4 separate regions of the Pan troglodytes genome follow, and regions 1, 2 and 4 are each linked to region 3. Evidence: chromatin contacts called from public Hi-C and HiChIP or PLAC-seq data. All regions are on one chromosome and are shown on one strand. The core of a region is the stretch at or near the end of the contact, and the rest is flanking DNA. Distances in the headings are between cores, read along the strand shown. Region 1 overlaps DISC1 (DISC1 scaffold protein). Region 2 overlaps LOC104004784 (a long non-coding RNA gene). Region 3 holds the start of SIPA1L2 (signal induced proliferation associated 1 like 2). Region 4 holds the start of DISC1 (DISC1 scaffold protein).

Evidence for each region. A called contact is a pair of places that touch in the nucleus more often than the background predicts. HiChIP or PLAC-seq counts read pairs in DNA pulled down with a chosen protein or histone mark.
Region 1: a contact with region 3 is called in a Hi-C map of stem cell-derived neural progenitor cells, with 4 times the contacts expected there. The contact joins the enhancer-like site here to the promoter of SIPA1L2 in region 3. A contact is called at or near these places in 1 of 7 Hi-C or Micro-C datasets (stem cell-derived neural progenitor cells) and 1 of 1 datasets of contacts at active chromatin or transcription factors (stem cell-derived excitatory neurons).
Region 2: a Hi-C map of stem cell-derived neural progenitor cells shows a contact between it and region 3, with 4 times the contacts expected there. The contact joins the enhancer-like site here to the promoter of SIPA1L2 in region 3. A contact is called at or near these places in 1 of 7 Hi-C or Micro-C datasets (stem cell-derived neural progenitor cells) and 1 of 1 datasets of contacts at active chromatin or transcription factors (stem cell-derived excitatory neurons).
Region 4: an H3K4me3 HiChIP or PLAC-seq map of stem cell-derived excitatory neurons shows a contact between it and region 3, with 7 times the contacts expected there. The contact joins the promoter of DISC1 here to the promoter of SIPA1L2 in region 3. A contact is called at or near these places in 1 of 7 Hi-C or Micro-C datasets (stem cell-derived neural progenitor cells) and 1 of 1 datasets of contacts at active chromatin or transcription factors (stem cell-derived excitatory neurons).

Annotation. Positions count from the first base shown.
Region 1 is chr1:17,257,344-17,262,754 of NHGRI_mPanTro3-v2.0_pri, reverse strand. All of the region lies in intron 9 of DISC1 (DISC1 scaffold protein), which reads left to right. Among named protein-coding and RNA genes, the nearest start is that of DISC1, 300 kb to the left of the region's middle. Within about 2 kb of position 3,209, at least 7 of the 24 cell types and tissues checked have an H3K27ac peak or open chromatin away from gene starts, as enhancers often do. A contact at or near this core is called in stem cell-derived excitatory neurons and stem cell-derived neural progenitor cells, where this site is marked.
Region 2 is chr1:17,132,249-17,137,744 of NHGRI_mPanTro3-v2.0_pri, reverse strand. LOC104004784 (a long non-coding RNA gene) reads left to right here. Exons shown (of 4, transcript XR_001713321.4): 1 at 1-5,490. Among named protein-coding and RNA genes, the nearest start is that of DISC1, 420 kb to the left of the region's middle. Within about 2 kb of position 3,539, at least 2 of the 24 cell types and tissues checked have an H3K27ac peak or open chromatin away from gene starts, as enhancers often do. A contact at or near this core is called in stem cell-derived neural progenitor cells, where this site is marked.
Region 3 is chr1:16,555,900-16,561,078 of NHGRI_mPanTro3-v2.0_pri, reverse strand. It overlaps SIPA1L2 (signal induced proliferation associated 1 like 2), which reads right to left and starts at 2,094. Exons shown (of 21, transcript XM_063790534.1): 1 at 2,017-2,094.
Region 4 is chr1:17,553,895-17,558,948 of NHGRI_mPanTro3-v2.0_pri, reverse strand. DISC1 (DISC1 scaffold protein) reads left to right here and starts at 1,502. Exons shown (of 13, transcript XM_001151459.7): 1 at 1,502-1,984. The coding sequence starts at 1,918.

The DNA of each region.
Region 1 (5,411 bases), core at 1,960-4,459, 700 kb before region 3:
TTTTCTTTTTTTTGTATTTTAGTAGAGACGGGGTTTCACCATGTGGGCCAGGGTAGTCTCGATCTCCTGACCTCGTGATCTGCCCGCCTCGGCCTCCCAAAGTGCTGGGATTACAGGCGTGAGCCACTGCACCCGGCCAGCTGGACTGCTTTCTTTGCTTGGGCACTGGCTCAGGGCTCCAAGGACCGTGGTCATACCTTCCCATGCAACTTACATATGACTTCCAAGACTTCCAGCACAGTGAAGAGCACGTGGAAAAATGTGGGCACCATAACATCTACATACCCTAAATTTGTCAGTCAGCTTCAATTTGTTCTCAGTTTGGGAAGGGTGATAGAGATACTGACCCTTCCTTTTGACCTGCCTCTTTTCCATTTTATTCTGGTAAATTCACGCTTATTACAGCACTTACAGAGCAAATCATATTATGATTATAATTTTATGATATCATACTTTTATATTATGAATATATTTATAATATGTGAAATTATGATTGGATTCTTCAAAAAGTCAACTTAGAGAAACAAGTTGGGATCCTCACTGGCTACTTGTGTCCTATTTCAAATTATTTCTATTTGCCCTTTCTGCTCCTCTCCCCAGCTTTATTGAGGTATGCTGGACAAATAAAAATTGTAATTATTTACAGTATACAATGTGATGATTTGATGTATGCATATGTTGTGTAATGATTACCACAATCCAGCTAACTAACATGTCTATCACCTCACTAGTTACCTTTTTTTTTTTTTTTTTGGAGTGTGATGAGAACCCTTGAGATCTACTCTTTGGGCAGTTTTCAAGTATATGACACATTGTTATTACATAGAGTCACCATGCTGTGCAATAGATCTCCAGAATTTATTCATCTTGCATAACTGAAACTTTTTACCCTTTGATCACCATCTGCCTTTTTGCTTTTTCTATCACTCAGAGAAAGCCAGTTAGTGGATAATTTCTACATGATTGAGGTTAATAGAATGCGGCCACCTAAAACTGTCCCTGAGGCTTGGGAATTTGGGTGAATCCTGATTCTGCCATGCACTTTGGGCAAGTCACATACCTTCAGTCTCAGTTTCCTCATCCGTGACTAAAGAATAGCATGAATGCCTTCTCCATGGAATCACCATGAGAGGTAAAGGAAATATTGCACTTACAGCTCCTGCTATGAAATATCTAGCATCTGACAGACATGCTCCTTGTCTTAGATGTCGAGCTGCAGAGCAGTTTTCATGGCAGAAATACAGCAATAGTTGCTAACACGTATGAACTGCTTACTGTATTCCAGGTACTAGTCTCCAGTTTTTACTTGTATTGTTGCATTTAATCCTCACACTGATCCCACGAAGCTTGTCCTAACATTATTCCCTTTCACAGATGAAGAATGCGAGGCACAGATAAGGTACATTCATCCAAGGGGGTATGTCTGGCAAGCAGCAGAGCAGGGCTTGGCATTGGGACATCCTGATTCCAGTGGGAATAGTTGTCCTAACCACTTGGCTAGATGGCTGCCTGTGGGGTGGTGCTTCTGGATGGAACACAGGGTGCACAGTGATGCATTTGGGAATCACTGAGGCAGGAGAGTGACCCCACCCAGCCCTCCAGGTCAGCCAGGATAACCCTGGAGGGCTGGAGGGGGACACGTCCTGGTGAGTGCACCCTCCCTCTGGGTTCCAGGTGAGATACCCTTACGGCCTTTTGAGCCCAGCTCCCCCAGGAAGGAAGGATGCTCTCCAGCAGGCGCTCCTCAGAGCACCTTCTGTGTTTTCACCTCACTTAGAAAATTCAACCTCTAAACATCATTGAGTGGCACTGAGAACTAAAGCCACAAACTCCCAACTTGAGAAAATGCAATATTTATACATTTAAAACAGCCAAAATGATTTTAACATACCTATACTGATTCAAAAAAGAAGTCTGAGCCAGGCGTGGTGGCTCACGCCTGCAATCCCAGCACTTTGGGAGGCCGAGGCGGGCAGATCATGAGGTCAGGACATTAAGACCATCCTGGCTAACATGGTGAAACCCCGTCTCTACTAAAAATACAAAAAAAAAAAAAAAGTTAGCTGGGTGTGGTGGCATGCGTCTGTAATCCCAACTACTCTGGAGGCTGAGGCAGGAGAATCGTTTGAACTGGGGAGGCAGAGGTTGCAGTGAGTCAAGATCACGCCACTGCACTCCAGCCTACGCAACAGAGCAAGACTCTGTTTCAAAAACAAAACAAAACAAAACAAAAAAACAACAAAAAAAAGAAATCTGTTTTCATTGAGCCCTCCTGGCAGGTAGTAAAATCTTGGACTTGAGCTCCCTGGGGCCCTGTCCTGTTGCCCTCCGTGCCCTCCCTTCCAGCTTACCCATTTACCAGGTGTTCGAGGCTGCTGCCAGTTTAAATTTTGTTTCAAAAACTGGCCTTCTCTTTCTTTTTATTCTGCAACATTCTGCCTTGGGGCCTAGAAAGGAATCCTTAGTCACTGATTGCCGTAGGCGGATATTACCTCACCCGGTATGGGCTTCCACGCTAAAGACCTCTCACAAACACTTGCACACTTTCAGACTCACCCTGTACAAGGCACGCTGACGCTGTTTCCTAGGGCTTATTCCCAAGAACACGTCTCTGCTGAGACTTGGTTTTTGTTAGGATGTGTGTGATTCCATGTGTTCCATCATGCAGAGGAGATGCTGAAAGTTAGCGCTGTGGCTTTCAAGATCCTCCTGTGGCGCCTTTGTATATGGCATAGAATGGTGCCAACTGGAGTAGCCTGAGAACCAGAAACAAGAATTCTGCTTCTGAACAGCTTCATTTTTGGGCCAGAGAATTGTTTCCACCAGAGGAGGCGTGATGGGAGCTTAGGGGCTATGTGCTCGGTTTCTGAAGTTGTACAACGGGGCATTCATTTGCATTCATTTGACAAGTCCTGCTGTGTTCCTTTACTTGTTCTCTTCTGTATTATGGGCTTAAGGGTCGCTTATTTCAACATCTCTATGTTTTCCCTGAAAGCTCAGTAATGATTGAATCACAGAATTTAAAGAGCTTGTCATATAAATACATCTAAAGTGAAAAAGATGAACTTTTTCCCCAGTGAATACAGGCAACCATCAATCAAAGGAATGCATCCTGGAAAAGAAAGGCACAGGGTAAAGCCTGCCTCCTTTGCGGGTCCCATCTGTTCTTGGGAGGACAGTCCACATGTATTGCTCCTGGGCCCTTTGTGGCCGAGCACGAACAGCTGTACATACAAAGGAGGCTGTGTGTTTGTTCATTATGTTGGAACCGGAAGTGGAAGGGGCTTTCTTGTCAAAGAAGGCACATATGAGTGCCATAGTTACGGGACAAAAATATTTCTCCTGGAAAATCTATTGAAGCCTTTGTGCGATGTTCAGCAGAGTGTGTTGGGGGTGGGTGTGAATATATCTGTGTAGGTGAAATGAGGATAATCTGGTCATGTGAACAATTCAAGGCAAGAAAAGATCCGGTGATATTGAGAATCCTGATTCTCCTTTAGAGATAGGAGTTCTCTGGCTATTCTGAAGAGTGAAGTTACTGCCCATGATGTTGCAACATACGGACATTTGCAACAATTTTTTTTTTTTTTTGAGATGGAGTCTCACTCTGTCGCCCAGGCTGGAGTGCAGTGGCATGATCTCTGCTCACTGCAACCTCCACCTCCCGGGTTCACGCCATTCTCCTGCCTCAGCCTCCTGAGTAGCTGGGATTACAGGTGCCTGCCACCATGCCTGGCTAATTTTTTGTATTTTTAGTAGAGACGGGGTTTCACCATGTTAGCCAGGCTGGTCTCGATCTCCTGACCTCGTGATCTGCCTGCCTTGGCCTCCCAAAGTGCTGGGATTACAGGCGTGAGTCACTGCGCCCGGCCTTTTTTTTTTTTTTTTTTTTTTAATGATTCTTTTGTTCCAGTTATTGACCTAGCACCAGCATTTGTCTTACGGATAAGGTGAGGGCAAAATTGCACTGGGTGTGGCAAGGTGATTCTGCACTTAGAGGTTCGTGTTTATGGTGCTACTGAGGGACTGAAGAATTCATCTGGAAACTTTTGGCTGCTCCCCTATCCTCTTCTTGCTAAATCAGAATGGCATACAGTTAAAAATACGGGCCCCAACCCGAACACAGGACTTCAAGGCTTGCTCACTGCTTGCATGATCTTAGAAAGTCACATCTGACTCCAAACCTTCGTTTCTTCATCTGAAAAACGGTGACGATGATGACAGAACTACCACCTGCATGGTGATGCTGTGCACTCAGGAAGGTTTTAGAACCACTAGAGTGGACTGGGGCTGGAATGGCTTCTGTCACAGAATTCAGAGTTCCCTTGTACTGCAGAGAGTCAAGTGCAGCTGAATGGCTGCTACCAGGGATATTACCCAGATGTTCACAGGTCATGAAATTGTGGGACAAGATGACCTCAGAGCTTCCCTCCACCGGTGACAACACATGTAACATGCCTCCTATTAAGCCTGTAATGGGGTAAATTGTATCCCCACCAATGATAAGTCCAAATCCTAACCCCTGATACCTGTGAATGTGACCATTCTTGGATTATAAGATCTTTGCAGATTTATGGATCTTGAGATAAGATCATCCTTGATTTAGGATGGGCCCTGAAATCCAATGATTAGTATTTTTTATGAGAAAGGAGTGGGGAGATGTGAGACACAGACACACAGAGGGGAATGACATATGAAGATGGAGGCAGAGACGGTAGTGAGGCATCTCAAGCCAAGGCATGCTAAGGGTTGCTGGCAACCACCAGAAGCTGGGAGAGAGGCACGGAAAAGATTCTCCCTCAGAGCCTCAGAAGGAACCCACTGGACTAACACCTTGACTTTGGATTTCTGGCTGCTGGGACAATGACGGAGTAAGTTTCTGTAGTTTTAAGCCACCCAGTTTTCGATACTTTGTCATAGCAGCATTAGGCAACTAATTCCATATCTCACCCATAATAAACACTCAGTGCTAGCAATTGACTGCCACTGTGGTGATTATCAGCATGGAACTATGTGTTCCTGAAGAGAATTAGTTATTCCATTTCTATGAATATTTTCAACCCAAGATTGTTGCTCTCAGTTAACGTACTGAAAATGAACTTGGTGAAAAAGTAAAAGCTCTTCTACATATCCCACTTGTGGATAGACTTAAGAGAACAGAAAGCTTATTATGGAATAAGCAAATTAATACCTTTGGGATCAATAGAGTGTCTACAGTTCAAAACCCTATCAAAAGTGGGTTTACATAAAAAAAAACTAGTGTGTTATCCATGTGTAATATTTTGTATAATATACAAAATTCTGGAAAGGAAGACTCACAATGCCAGATCAAGTATTGCAACGTCAGTTATGGCAGGAACAAAGGCTCTTCCCAGAAGCCTGTCTTCACTGTGCATTCTTTCACCAGAACA
Region 2 (5,496 bases), core at 2,290-4,789, 580 kb before region 3:
CAGGAGGCTCTGGGGCAAGGCAGCGTCGGGGTCTTAGGCCTGGTCCTTGTCCTCAGAGTCAGCCCTATGCCAGGTATCCAGTACAAAGTTCCAAAGGCAGGCAGGGCACCCTTTCCTTCCATAAGGTTTCAACCTTAGTAAAATCTCAGCCCAAATTTTAGGTTTGGGAGGAGAAAAAAGTCTGCCCTAAGAATTGATAGCCTTCTCTCAGACAGGCTTGGGGTCAAATTTACTGACTCTGTGGTCTAGAAACCCCCAAGCTAAGAGATACATGTGAAAAATGGCCCTGGCAGGGGAAGGATTGATCTCAAGCAAGTGTCACTGGGGGAGATTAATTTGAGTAGCCACATGGGGAATTAAAAACTGATTCAGTGGGGGAGGGTAGGGACCAACATTAAATCATTTAGGTGCTCTCCCCAGCCCCACCCTCTCCCTACTCCCCCTTTCCCTCTCTTGTTAAATCTCTTCCTTGTAGAACCATTATTCATTCATGATGGTCATGGGAAATCTTCTTAGCCACTAAGAAGATTGCTATAATCGCTCTCAACCTGCCTACACCCTATTTGTCACTTTGTTTTGCTATCAAGAAAATATGACTCACTCTTCCTTGATATTTTTTTCTCAGTCATAATGAGATCCCTCTCTCCTGTAGAGGAAGGAAAGGATTTTCTTGAATTACTGAAAGACTTTCCAAATTACGAAAAACATTAACAAAGGCAGTCAGAATGAAAGCTTTCTTCCCCAGACATTGCCTGAGGCAGACATGTGATGCCCCCATGTCAGCCACACAAAGTTATTGCGGTAAAATGTATGGTTTGGTTTTGAAACGTGACAGACAGCTGGACACAACTGTCATGATGGGCATTTTCCACATGCCCATGACAAGAGGGTTATATGCGTGGATAGAAGGGCTGAAAGATTCATTATTGTCTATACCACTACCACAGAACTATGAAACTTGACTATGGAGACATCTGTGATATTTCACAAGGACCCAGTACTCTCAGGCATGACTGCACCATTGGGCTCTTGCATCACATACTCACTCCATAGCCTCCATGGTATGGTTTCTGTTCCCACCACTTCATTAAAATTCTTTTCACACATGATCTGCCAAATCCAACAGCATTTTATCTGCCCTCATTCCATTCTACATTTTAGTAGAAGGGTGCAGTGTGGAAACTAATCTCTTCCTTATTGAACCTCCTTTCTCTCTTGGGTTCCGTGACACTCCATTCCCAATAGTCTTATCCTACATCCATCTTTCTGCATGATTACTCTTTCTTGTGCTTAAAAGATGGATACTCCAAGTCTCTGTCCTAGATCTCTTCTCTCATGGGCAATTTAATCTGCTTTAACACGTTTTACAACATCCCCACAGTGATTATTCCCAAAGATATAATATTCATTGACAATATTGATTGGACACTCACCACATGTTAGGTACTGAATTGAACCCCAAATTCAAAGTTGTGTATGGTTCCGTACCCTCTAATCATTCTCCAGTTATGCCCTCTTTTCTGAGCTTTGATTCTGCTGGACATTTCCATCACGACTGTTACTGAACTGAACCACCTGGGGCAGCAAAGTCAAACACTGACATTGGGATTTGCAGGGAGACAACATGAGGCATTTATTGCAGAACATCAGGTGAGGAGAATCAGATAGCTCATGCTTAAGACTCCAACTCCCAGATGGCTTATGAATAAGAGTTTTTTGTTTGTTTGTTTGTTTGTTTGTTTGTTTTTTTGACAGAGTTTTGCTCTTGTTGCCCAGGCTGTGGAGTTCAGTGGTGTGATCTCGGCTCACTGCAACCTCCAGTTCCCAGGTTCAAGTGATTCTCCTGCCTCAGCCTCCCAAGTAGCTGGGATTACAGGCACCCACCACCACGCCAGGCTAATTTTTGTATTTTTAGCAGAGATGGGGTTTCACCATGTTGGCCAGGCTGGTCTCGAACTCCTGATCTCATGATCCACCTGCCTCAGCCTCCCAAAGTGCTGGGATTACAGACGTGAGCCACCGCACCCGGCCATGAATAAGAATTTTTAAGGACAGGGAGGCAGAGATTGTGAGCAAAGTTGTAAATCAATATATGGAGGGTATACATTGGTTTGACCTAAAAAGAAAGGATACCTCAAAGTAGGGATCCACAGGCTAAGGGGAGATTAATAGTTGATATTGCTAGTGTGGCGCTTCCAATTAGGTACATGAGTAGGTGGCCTGCAGTAATGTTAGCAGTTAGACGGTGGATTTAACTATTTTATGAATTGCAATTGGTTAAGGAAGAAAAGCTTTGTTTAAAAATTTGGGGTCAGTAGGAAGATGCGTTAGGTCTGGCTCCTGGGTGTAACCTCCTCCAGGCCCCTCAGGAAGAACCCAGTTTCCCTCATCTGAAGTCTCTGTGCCAGCCGGCCACATCTTTCATGTGGTGGGGGTCCAGGTTTCTGAAAAACAACTCAAGGACATGTTAAGATGCTATTTTTAGTTTCTATAGGGAACCAAATATTTTGCGACTAACTTTCTTGGCGATTGTTTTAAGCTACTACTACCTTCTTATTTCTCAGGTTGCTCACTTACTTCTCAAGGATAAGGTGCCTTGAATTTCCCATGAAGGAACTCAAGATTTTCCTTTATTTCCAAGCTTGGTGGGGCATGCCCAGCAGGCCCCTAAGAGGAGTCTCTGTTCCATCTCACTGCCTCATAGACGTCTCAAGCACATTATGTCTAAAACCAACCTCATTTTTGTTTTTTTTTCCTCACAATCTGCCTACCATTCATCTGTTCCTTACCTTGGTTCTCGGCATTTCCGTTTTCCAGGAGATACTAACTGGAACCCTCTCGATTACCTTTTGTTTCTTCTTCCTCATCTCATATTCAATCAGTCAAGTCCTAGTGCCTTTAGCAGTTGAAGTTTTTATCTCTCATTCTGTCTACTCTGTAGTTCAGATTCTTATCTTCTCTTACTTGAGCAATCATGGTAAGTTTCTAATTGGTTTCCCTGTCTCTAAATTTCTGTTCATCTAAATTCATGGCCAAAGTTATCTTTCTAAACCAATGATCAGATCAGGCTCAAAAACCTCCAGTGATTTTTCTATTGGCTAAAGAATACTTGTTTTATTACAGAACAATTATTATCTGTCATCAAACTATACTTTCAGATTCATCTTGAATACCTCCTTTCTGTTTTTCTTTTTCTTTTTTTTTCTGAGACAGAGTCTTGCTTTGTCACCTAGGCTGGAGTGCAGTGGTGCCATCTTGGCTCACTTCAACCTCTGCCTCCCTGGTTGAAGTGATTCTCCTGCCTCAGCCTCCTGAGTAGCTGGGACTACAGGTGCATGCCACCACGCCCAGCTAATTTTTTTTGTATTTTTAGTAGAGACTGGGTTTCACCATGTTAGCCAGGATGGCCTTGATCTCCTGACCTCATTATCCATCTCCCTCAGCCTTCCAAAGGGCTGGGATTACAGGCGTGAATCACCGCGCCAAGCCGAATACCTCCTTTCAATTGCTCTGGATGACTCTGCATTCCTAACTTTCCATCTGTTTTCACAGGGACCTTTGTTCATAGCTGTGAACCATAGCCTTGAATCTTGGTCTTTACCCACATAAATTATGCTCATTTGTTAAGAGTGTGTGGGAAGACAATCAAGTAAGAGCCCTAGGTGTTTGGCCTGAGGAAGTGGGCAAATGGTAAAACTATTGGCTGAGACGGAGAAGGTTTTAGTGAAGAGAAGATACTTGTGCAGAGGTTGCGGGGGGCAGGTGGGAGTGAGGGGGAGTATCTGTAGTTTGGCCATGTTGAGTGTGAGACATTGATTAGACATGCAAACAGAGATGCTGAGTAGGCAGTATGAGTTTAAATTGAATTGCGGCTGGGCGTGGTGGCTCACGCCTATAACCCCAGCACTTTTGCAGGTCAAAATGAAAGAACTGCTTGCAGCCAGAAATTTGAGACCAGACTGAGCAACATAGCGAGATTCTGTCTCTAAAAAAAAAAAAAATAATAATAATAGAAAAGAAAAAAAAAAAAGGAAATACCTGGGCATGGTGATGCATGCCTGTAGTCCCAGCTACTTGGGAGGTTGAAGTGGGAGGATCACTGGACCCCGGAAGTTTGAGACCACAGTGAGTTATGATTGTGCCACTGTACTCTAGGCTGAGTGACAGAGCAAGAACCTGTCTCAAAAATAAATAAATAAATAGATCTGGGGAGTTTTATAGATTATATATATAGATTAAAGTCACAGAACTATGTAAGACCAAATAAGGATAGAAGAGTATTTAACAGAGAGAGAAAGCCAATGAACACAGCTATGGCCACTCTAACATTTAGAAGTCTGTAGGGGAGGCAAATCCAACAAATGACCTTGAAAAGGCACAATTGACAAGGTTAAGAGGAAAACCAAGTGGGTTTGTAGAGTTCTAGAGAAGAAAACCTTCAAAGAAAGAGCAGTGATCGACCAGGTTAGATGCTTCAGGGAGCTTGAATAAGATGAGATAATGTACTGACTACTGACCTCAGCTAAACATAGGTCATCAATGACTTTGGTAGGAGCAGAATCAGTGGGAAAGTGGGACAAAGCAGGGGTTAGGGTGCTGGTAATCTGGCTCTCCAAAACACAAAAACAAAATCCTGATTTATAGCATTTGCCAATTTCCATGAAATAAATATTCCCAAAGAGCTGGTTTCAAGCTAACAACATGACATCACTGAACCCAAAAATGGGAAGAGATGCCGCAATAGGTTCTTGCCAGCAGCTCCAGCACACGTGGGACTGAAGCCTGACTCTGTGGACACAGGACAGGAGAGGCAGTCATGGGAGGCAGCAAGAATTAACCACCTTTGGGAGGAGTTTTGATCAAGGGTCAGTAAGCTTTCAAATGATTTGCACAAATCAACTTAATCCTAACAACAGCCCTCCAAGGTACTTACTAATATCTCCCTTCTATGGGTGAGAAGACTTAAACTTATGGATCACTACGCAAAAGGAGGATACGTTGGATTCCCTCAGTCCAGATATCAAACCAAGTAATGTTAACAGGAAATAGAAACATCTTTCTTCCCTTTTCTTGGTGTCTTGTGATAAAAATAAAGCAACTTTTAGCTAATGCTCAAGCTAATCCTTTTCTCCTTCTATTATTATTCACTGTTTAGATAGACACAGAAAGAAGACATCAACAGAAGTAGCTCGTGTTTAACATGATGGAATTCTCATAGGCAGTCCTTAAAGCAGTGTGAGCTGATGAGCATCACACTGTTAATTTGTGAATTGTTTAATTGGTACTTGGCAACAAAGTCCATCTTTGACAAGGCTGCAACTTCCTGAACATTTATATTTAGGATCCTCCTTCTTTCTACATTATTTTCTCTCCCTCTAAGCACTTCCAGTCTTCAACCTAGACACCCAGTACTTTTGCTGCAGTCTGATTTCTCATATATCTATCCTTGTTGTCTAGGAAGCCTGAAGACCCACCTGGAATGTGAATAAGGTAAGT
Region 3 (5,179 bases), core at 845-3,344:
CTCTTATAACTCTGAATCAAGCAGTGAAATTCAATCAAGCGGTAAACATCTTTTAACTGGAAATATTGTCTAAACAGAATGACAAAACTAACAGAACTCTGAATTCTTTAAATAAGTCCAAACATGAAACAGGCATTCTTAAATGATGTAACTAAATACAGTAACCAAGTTGTCTCTTGAAATTCAACTTTGGGAATGCCAAAAATAATAGGCCACCTCTCAATATCCGCAAAAATATCGGTATGTGTAGGTTTTCTAGGAAAGTAATAAAAAGCAACAGTTTGGGAGATCTTTTTTCTTCAATTACTAATTGTAACACTAGAAAAATTACAACCTAGGCTGCACACAAACGCAACTCAAATGGGCAGTTTACTAAATGTCTGTCATAAGAAAGCCATCTAGTGTTAACGTTTAGAATGGAGACTGCAGACAAAAGAGGCAAAGAAAAGAAAAATCTGTGCGACTATTTTGAACTTACTGGGCAAAGACATGAGAATCACCAAGATTCTTTGAGGGTTTTTTTCCTTGTTTTTTTTTAAAAAAGCCATCCTTGTCAAAACCCAGTCTCAATCTAACCAAAATCCAAAATGTCTACAATTTTGTTTTGACCAAAATCATGTTTTGGTGAGCACAATTGCGTAACCAATGCACTTGATTTTTTCTAATACTCAGGCCAGAGTCATCTTGGGCTGAATTAATTTAACTCAAGCAGGTTAATGATGACAAATATCTCCCACAGGGGTAATGCCAAGTTGTTCTCTCTTTCCGAGAAGCCTCGGCTCTCTCTTGCAGATGATGAGCCGAAATTGATTCTTTGGGTTTGCTGCACGGCTGAAAATTAATCTGTAGGTGTTCCTAGGGATATTCCCAGGACGTGGGCAAACTACCCTCACTGACACGGGAAGACCCGGAGAGGCCCAGGAGCTGGCAAAGTGGGAAGAAAGGTCGCGGCGAGTGAGAAGAGCGCTCGCCGGAGGCTCACGGTCTTACAAAGAGGGATCCGTCCCGGTGAGGGCGCGCGCTCCGGGCGCACCCCCTCTAGAAGGGGAATGAGCCCCGCAGCAAGTTCGGCGTCAGCCGGCCAAGCGCGCCGGGGAAGCTGCGTCGGGCAACCGCGAGCCCTTCCAGAGAGCGTTAGTCAGAGCGGAGTTCTGGGCACCTGGAGGAGATCCTCCTCAGTGCCTGTGTCGCCGAGACGGGAATAACCTTTCAGCCGATCGATAACTTGGAGAGAACAGGCGGCGGCGGCTCCTCTTCCAGCCGGGGATCGGGAGCGCGGGCGCATCTGCGTCTACAAGCCGGACCCTGCGCCGCGCCCCTCGCACCCCTCGCCGCCGTCAGCCCCCCAAAGCGCCCCGAAGGGCATCCCCTTCCCCTTCGGGACAGTCCCCGCCTGGCCGCAGGCATCCCGAACCGACCCTCGCCACGCTGCCCGTCGGATTCCCCGACACGAACCTTCGCAACGCCGTCCGCCGGGACCTGCTACAGCCTGTGCGCCCCGGGCGGCGCGTACCCGGGCTGCCGCCTCGCCGCCCGCCGTTGCCCCGGGCTGCCCATCGGCCCGGACTCTCCCCGCGCCGGGCTCCGGCGGAGGCGGCCCGGACCCGCCGGCTGCGGCTGGAGCTCTCGGCCTGCGCTCGGGCGGCCGGCGGGGGCGCGGTGCTCCTCCTCCGTCCTCCTCCTCCTCTCGCTCCGCCAGCTCCTCCCGGGCTCCCAGTCTGCCGCGCCGGCTCCCGATGCCACCGCCCGCCCGCCCAGCGGCACCGCCCCCCGCCCGCTCTGCGGGCTCCCATTGGTAGCTGCCTGCAGGCCCCCTCGGCCCCGCCCCACGATTGGGCGCGGACGCCGTCAGTCTCACCGTCCGCCCGGCTCCGGGCGCAGCCGGTGCGCTGTTCCCAGGCCCCGCGGCGCGCGGGAGCTGCGCGTCCAGGAGGGGCCCGGACGCCCTTCTTGGGGAGGGGGCTGCGGGGCGCATCATGAGCCGCGCTGGGCGAGCTCGAGGGCCGGGCAGCCTACCTGGACCCCGGCTTCTAGAGAGCCGTCGCCGTCCTTGTCGGGACTCGCTTTCGCCCCTCTGAGGAATAAGTTAAAAACCGCGAGTCTGGTTCTGAGCCGCCCCCTGGCGCAGGCGCGACCCCACCCGGCCCTCCCGTCTCCCAACTTGGGACAGACGCGGCGGCCGGGCGGTCGGATCCGTGAGCCTCGGCCGTTGGGGCTACATACACAGCCCAGGACGCCACAGAATCGCCGAGGCCCCGCGAACGCCCAAACGGCCGCAAGTCGAAGTGATCCCATCTGAAGAAGACAGCGCGAGGAAGCGAGACCCTGCTGTGTGCCGGCCCCCGGAGGGCGCCCCGGGCCCTGTGGGTCGGAGGGTGGGGAAGCACAGAGAAACACGCAGGCAGTAAAACGTTAGGAGGACAGGGGGTGCCAGCGTGCAGGAAATGCTGCTAAGAGACCTTTAGGAGCCAGGGGGAAAACGGAGAGATTGGCAGTTCCAGGCACCCACATCCCAGCGCGGTCCGCTCACCCCTTCCTCCCTGCCCTCCAGGCAGCGCTCAGCCCACGGTAGAAATGTCTTGCATCTTTTTTCTGACGAGGAAGAATTGAACTTTTTATACCCAACTTTTCTGCTTTCTTAGAAATGTTGACTCACCTGTGAGGAAGCATTATTTGAAACTATTATTGTAAATTGCTTGACATTTGAATTAGATGCTGAAAGATTAAAGGGTCTCAGAAGAATCTTTTAAGCTAGACTGGAATTGACTCTGCCTAAATGGACAGCAACAGTCATCTATACGCAGGAATAATAAAGCAGGTGGAGGCAGCCTCTAACTTACCTTCCAGCCACACCGTAGAATTTCCTGAGCAGGCTTTTTTGTCAGAGTTTTGAGCTGGGTTCCCTGAGACTGGATTGGGGCTTTCAGTTTCTCCCCTTCTAGAGTCAGACTTCTTCCTGAAGAAAAAGTGTTCTCTCTACTTCCCTATCACAAACACTTCCTAGAACACAGCCCTGTTAAAAGGTAAATAGAGGCGGTCCTTCCCACACTATATTTCTCTGTGATCTGAAGCATGTACACATTATACAATCTTTCGTATCTTTTTAAATTATAGGTATAATCTGTGGGATTAGGTATAACTAAACAGGTCAAGAAGCAATCCTGTGACATAATACAATTCCTGAGCACTCCAGGTTTTGATGAGTTTCCCAATTGTCACCCCATTATCAGCATTTACAAGATTGTCATGTATTCATTTAACAAACATTTATGAAGCCGGGCGCGGTGGCTCAAGCCTGTAATCCCAGCACTTTGGGAGGCTGAGGCGGGAGGATCACAAGGTCAGGAGATCAGGATCTTCCTGGCTAACACGGTGAAACCCAGTCTCTACTAAAAATACAAAAAATAGCCGGGCGTGGTGGCAGGCGCCTGTGGTGGCAGGCGCCTGTAGTCCCAGCTACTCGGGTGGCTGAGGCAAGAGGATGGTGTGAACCCGGGATGTGGAGCTCGCAGTGAGCCGGGATCATGCCACTGCACGCCAGCCTGGGTGACAGAGTGAGACTCCGTCTCAAAAAACAAAACAAAACAAAAACAAAAACAGATTTATGGAGATCCTCTGATGTTCCAGACCATGCTAGGTGCTGGGAATATAAAATGCACAGGACATAAGGCTCGGCTTTTCAAGAGCTCACCAACTCACAGGTGTATCCTCATACGTTGTAGATACTCTACAAGAGGTATCAACATTATCTCCTGTGTACTCAACAAAACCCTGCAGGAGGAGCAGCCGTGAAGGAACTTTTCCTGGGAGTGCCTAGGGAGGACATGATCACATTTCACCTTATTGCGTGTTTCATTGTCTATAAGGGCCTTGAGGAGAAGAACCACATCTCCTCCAGCATTTTGATCCCTAAGGCACAAATCCACTACAGTCCGGAGCAGATCCTGGGTCAGTGGGTTGTCATTGAGGTGGGTCTTAACTGCTGCAGCTACAAATGTACACTGTCTAATAGATGAAGAGGAACCCACCCCTTTGATGTGTTCCTTAATATCCAATACATAATGATCATATATGGAAGGAAGTCTGGCCAGACACTCTTCGATGACGGTGTTAGCCACAATTCTCACTCTCTCACCTTCCCATCCCACTTCTTGTGCTTTCCAAACTAAAATTGAAATATCCTAAGCCCCACTACCAAGGTTGGCAGTATTTTTTTTTAATGCCTGTAATTGATTGTGCAGAGTAAATATTTGTGTACATTTATGAAGGTCCGTGGGAGTTTCTTACTTTCCCAGAACTCCACGTCACATGAGGCTGGCCTTCATCGGAATGTTCCTGCTTTCAACAAACAGGTCCTGAGTGAGCCCCTTTGCTGTGCAGAACAATGGTGATACGTACAGGCGAGAGCAAAACCCACAAGGTGTCCACCTCACGGCCGACCACAAGAGATCCTCAAGAGACACATCTCAGGAATGATTCTGAACCTTCTTCACCAAATAAAATATTCCAGAAATAGTATTAGATTTAATGTGTGTGTCCTTCCTTGCTGGTCTTCCTAGCAGCAGCCCTCTTGTTTGTTGCCTTTTTAGGCAAACAGCCTGAAACTTAGCACAGACGGTGGAATTGCAGCACCTATGAAGATATCACTGCATCCTTTTTGCCTCAGGACATCTTACTGAAAATCATTCTATGTTAAAGCTATACATTTTGCTGAAATTTTAAAGACAAACATCAATGGTGAATTATAAAATTGTATTTGCCTAAAGGCTAGTGTGAACTTATCACTTTCGCCTTCCCCCAGGCCAAGATTTTCCCTCCCCTTGTTGCCCAAGCCTCACTTTCTATCCCTCAAAATTCTTCTTTCTTCTGTGAATTGCATCGTGTTCTAGGGGTTCCCAAAGAAACAAACTAAAGGGATTAATTCTTTTTTTTTTCTTTTTTCTTTTTTTGGCAGGGGATGGAGTCGCTCTGTCACCGAGGCTGGAGTGTGGTGGCATGATCTTGGCTCCACCTCCCAGGTGCCAGTGATTCTCCTGCCTCAGCCTCCCAAGTAGCTGGGATTGCAGGCACACACCATCAAACCCTGCTAATTTTTCTATTTTTAGTAGACATGGGGTTTCGACACGTTGGCCAGGCTGGTCTGGAACTCCTGACCTCAAGTGATCCACCCATGTTGGCC
Region 4 (5,054 bases), core at 253-2,752, 1.0 Mb before region 3:
TTGGTGGGAGTGTAAATTAGTTCAGCTATTGTGGAAGACAGTGTGGTGATTCCTCAAAGACCTAAAGACAGAAATACTGTTTGACCCAACAATCGTATGACTGGGTATACACCCAAAGGAATATAAATAATTCTATTATAAAGACACATGCACACACATGTTCACTGCAGCACTATTCACAACGGCAAATATATGGAATCAATCTAAATGCCCATCAATGATAGGCTGGATAAAAAAATATGGTACATATATACCATAGAATACTATGCAGCCATAAAAAAGAATGAGATCATGTCTTTTGCAGGGACATGGATGTAGCTGGAGGCCATTATCCTTAGCAAACTAACACAAGAACAGAAAACCAAACACTGCATGTTCTCACTTATAAGTGGGAGATAAATGATGAGAACACATGGACGCATAGAGGGGAACAGCACACACTGGTGCCTTTTGGAGGGTGGAGGGTAGGAGAAGGGTGAGGATCAAGAAAAACAACTAATGAGCACTAGGCTTAATACCTGGGTGACAAAATACTCTGTACAACAAACACCCATGACACAAGTTTACCTATGTAACAAACTGAACTTAAAAGTTAAAAAAAAAAAAAAGAGGTTCTTATTATGTTGCCCAGGCTGATCTCAAACTTCTGGACTCAAGTGAACTTCCACCTTGGCCTCCCAAAGTGCCCGGCCTTAGATATTCATACATTTATTTATTTTTAGAGATGTGGTGGGGGTGTGGGGGTCTCTCTCTGTCACCTGGGCTGGAGTGCAGTGGCCCCATCATAGCTCACTGAAGCCTTGAACTCCTGGACTCAAGCAATCCTCCCACCTAAGCCTGCCGAGTAGCTGGGACTACAGGAGTGCACTACCATGCCGGGCAAACACACTGATTTTAAGTACAACTGTGTGCTTTCAGTCTTAAGATCTTCAGCTTTTGAAGGACCTCAGCCTTCCTCTAGTTCTAACTCCTCTCGTTCTAAGGAGATCCTTCCCATTCCTGCAGAACGTCTCCCCAACCCTTCTTCACAGTTCTCCCTCCTATCCCTGAACCATTGCAAGAGGTTTTGTGCCAAGCCTCTGGCACATGGCACATTCTATCTCATGTTGTGATTTCGTTTTCTATGCACGTGCTGTCCTTCTAGCCTGGAGGTGAGCTGCTTAAGGGCAAAGAGCTCATGTGTAGCCCTTCCTTGTACCCATTGTCCTATAGCAGGTGCTACCTAGGGGGTGCTCCAGTAGCTTCCTTGAATGAACCAAAGAGAAGGGGTGAAGGGGGGAGTCAGTTGCCTAGGAGCTTGCATGGACTCCTGTGTCCTGGAACCAGCCTGTGTCCTGGAACCAGCCCGGAGCTGCTGGAAGATGCTAGAAGTTGGAATCCTATCTCATTTCTAAACATCTGCTCCCACTCATCTCTTTCCAGGGTCATCAGTTATCCCCACTCCGCCCCCCCGCCCCCACTTTGTATAAATGAGCCCCTCACATCCCTCCATCTTCTCCATCACTGTGTGGTCACTTCTTAAATCACGCGTCTGGAAGGCGCCCTCCTGTACCCCATCCTGGAGGCTTCCTGCACTTCCCCTCTTGTTTCTTCCAGAAATGAGTCAGAGTGAAAGCAAACTTTCTGAGGTCCTGAGATCCCGGAGACAGGCTGTGAGGGCCGCTGGCCCCGCCCGCTCCAGCAGCGTGTGTGTGTGTGTCTGTGTGTGTGTGTGTGTGTGTGCGCGCGCGCGCGTCAGGGGCCAATGCTGGAAAGGAAATAGCGGACTCGCTGAGGAGAAGAAAGGAGCCGCCCCCTTCGTCGCCAGCCCCCTCCCCACTTCCCGTCCAGCGCGCTGCTCCCTTCCCCCCGCCTCTGGCCTCGGGGAACGAGCAGGAGGCAGCCCAGGCGGAGCGGGAGGAGCTGGCAGCGGGGCGCATGCCAGGCGGGGGTCCTCAGGGCGCCCCAGCCGCCGCCGGCGGCGGCGGCGTGAGCCACCGCGCAGGTAGGGGAGCTGCCACAGAGTCCTAGCACGTCCTGGGGGGGTCCTGGCAAGGAGGGCGCGCTCTGGCCCCCAGAAAGTCGTGTAGGTCAGGGCATGCCTCTGTTAACAACCCCTTTCGAGGTGAGGGAAACTGAGGCAGGACGCGAGGCGTGCGAGGTTGAGAGAAGAGCGAGTCTTGGGCTGCCAGCCCGGCACCAGCGCCGAGCCGGGCCAGGTCCCTGACCCAGGACTGTGCAGCGATCCCCGGGACCCGCAGTTTGCGAAACTGTAGGAGTCTGACCCGCGCCCCCGCTGCGTGTCCAGGTGACCGGGAAAGGTTGCAGGGGCGTGCTTGGGGTTTGGATCCGTCCTGGGACACCTGCGCCGCCTGCACTGTCGTTGCGGTGCGCCCCAGCCTGCGCCCCCTCGGGACAGGCGACGTCCCGCCCGCCTTAACCCCAAGACCCAGCTGGATCTCGGGTTCCACCCCTTCGGGGACCTGGAGGGAGGAGGCTGGGAGCGGGACCAGGAACCGGTGCCTGTGCCTTCCCTAGGGGCTGCTCTGAAATCAGTGTCACCGCCCACTTCCTACTTGGCTACAGTAACGGGGACGGCCCAAACCGGAGACTGCTCGGTTTCCACCGCCTGGAGCGCGGGTCTCGCTGTCAACTCTTAGTGATGATTGTGGATGGTTGTTTTTCAACAATGACAGGACTTCTACCTTCTCACTCTTAAAATGTGAGGTTTTCCAAAGACAGTGAGATTTGGAGTTAGGGAGTGCTGCCTTGTGTTCTTGCTGGGTGAGGACAGGGTTGGGTCAGTCGCTTAACCTCTCAGAGCCTCAGTCTCCTGAAATGTAAAAGAGAACACTCATAGCCTGGCCTCCATGTGTCGTTAGGTTTGTTGTATGGGAAATCAATTTGCAAAGTGTTATCAACTGGACAAATTTGAATTGGACAGCACTAGGAGCATAGGAACTGGGGTTTGGAGACAGTCTGCCTGCATGTCAATCCTGGACATGCAGGAGACTATGACAGTACCTGCTTCATAGGGTTGTTATGCAGTTTAACTGTGATGGTGGAAGTGAAGCACCTCGCCCAATGCCTGAAATACCCAGTGCACTCTCAAAAAACCTTAGTTGCTATTTTTCCTAGGCAAAATCTAAATAATTGGGAGTAATGTGAGAATACCAGTTTGATTTGATTAATGCAGGAATAATAGGGCATTTAAAAACACATGTAGTTCTCCTGTGCTCGGCATGGTACATGAAGTCCTCTGAGGTTCAGTTCTGTGCCACAGAGCAAAAAGAGCCGTGGACAAGACACCCGCTTTTCGGGCTCTTTGACTTTGAGCCTGTTTTCTCATCTGTTTACAAAAAAGATTAAACAAAAATGGGGGTAGTAATTACTGCCTTTTGTACTGATCGCATTGCCTGAGGATTAAATGAGGCAAAAGATCTGAAAGCACCTTGTGGAGTATGAGTCACTATGCACGTATAAGACATGATAGTACTAGGAGGGAATGGTAACATCTGCAGGTTTTTAGAACTTACAATGTGCCAGACATTTTATTATGAATTCCTTTGATGAAATCCTCCCCGCATCTTTATGGGACTGGGATTACAGTCCTCATTTCCCTATGACAAAGCTGAGGTTCAGGGTCACCCTGCTTGGTTCCCAAGCTCACAGAGCTCTTAAGCGTAAAGCCAGGATTAGAACCCTGGTGTGGGTGCCACTCACAACTGTGTTCTTGGCCGCTTGCCAAACTGAAATTATAGCATGGAGCTGTGATTCAGAACAGACCTATATTAGAATTTAGGTAATTTTTTTTCTTTAGGAGACAGAGTCTTGCTCTGTCACCCAGGATGGAGTGCAGTGGCACAATCATGGCTCACTGTAGCCTTGAACTCCTGGGCTCAAGAGATCCTCCTGTTCCAGCTTTTTGAGTAGTTGGGATTACAGGCGCATGCCACCATGCCCAGCTAATTATTTTTTTTAGAGTTGGAGTCTTGCTATGTTGCTCAGGCTGGTCTCGACCTCCTGGCTTCAATCATTCCTCCCACTTTGGCCTCCCAAAGCGCTAGGATTACAGGCATGAGCCACCAGGCCCAACCTCCATCCTGCATATCTATAGACCCAAAATGTAAGAGTGAACTGTTAATCCTGGCAAAAGAGGCTTTGGCATAATTTTAATTTCCCTCAGACTTGTTTTATAAAATATACTTTAAACTATCTTCTTGTAAAACAAATGATGACAATTTGCAGAAAAGTTATTAAAACATTGAAAGAACAGGTTGCAAGATCTCATCACAAATCTCTAAGTGGTATCTGGATTGTTTTGTTTTGTTTCAACACTCATTTGCCAGAACCCTTAGGATAGCACATGAGGTGTAACCGGAAATCGAGGCGTTGGGTGTCATGGTTACTTTGCAGGGCTGGGCCCCGGGACTTTTCTGCAGGAAGTTCATTCGAGAGGAGCGTGAATGCTCTGTTTCTGTGCTGCAGAAACAATTCCTAGTTTATTTGTTTCCTAAATTAAGTTTATCTTATTGGTTTTTGTTTTTCCAAAAGCAATGCATGCTCATTACAGGAAGCACAGAAAACTACAAACAAGTAAGTGAACACTAAAAAATACTGTAATCTTACCAAGGTAGACAAATAGCTTGGTGTCTCTGTCCTTGTAACCCATTTCTATGCTGCATGCATCCATCCAAAAGTGAGAGGCAAACTATTATTGTTTTTTGTTAAATGACAAAAATAGTACTTGCTAATTGCTCAAACATTATGACATTAATGTAGAACAAAGCCAATTTATTATGCTCATTAAAACTTTTTCTTTTTTTAAAATCTAAAAATTTTGATTGGAGAAGGATTAGAGACTAAATTGTTGATATTTGAATTTTATTGTGGTTTTGGTTAAAGTTTGATGCAGGACCTTCAGAGCAAAGAGAGGGTACAATGGTGACCTTTAAACAATATATATATATTTTTTGAGACGGAGTCTCGTTCTGTCGCCAGGCTGGAGTGCAGTGGCACGATCTCGGCTCACTGCAACCTCTGCCTCCTGGGTTCAAGCGATTCTCCTGCCTCAG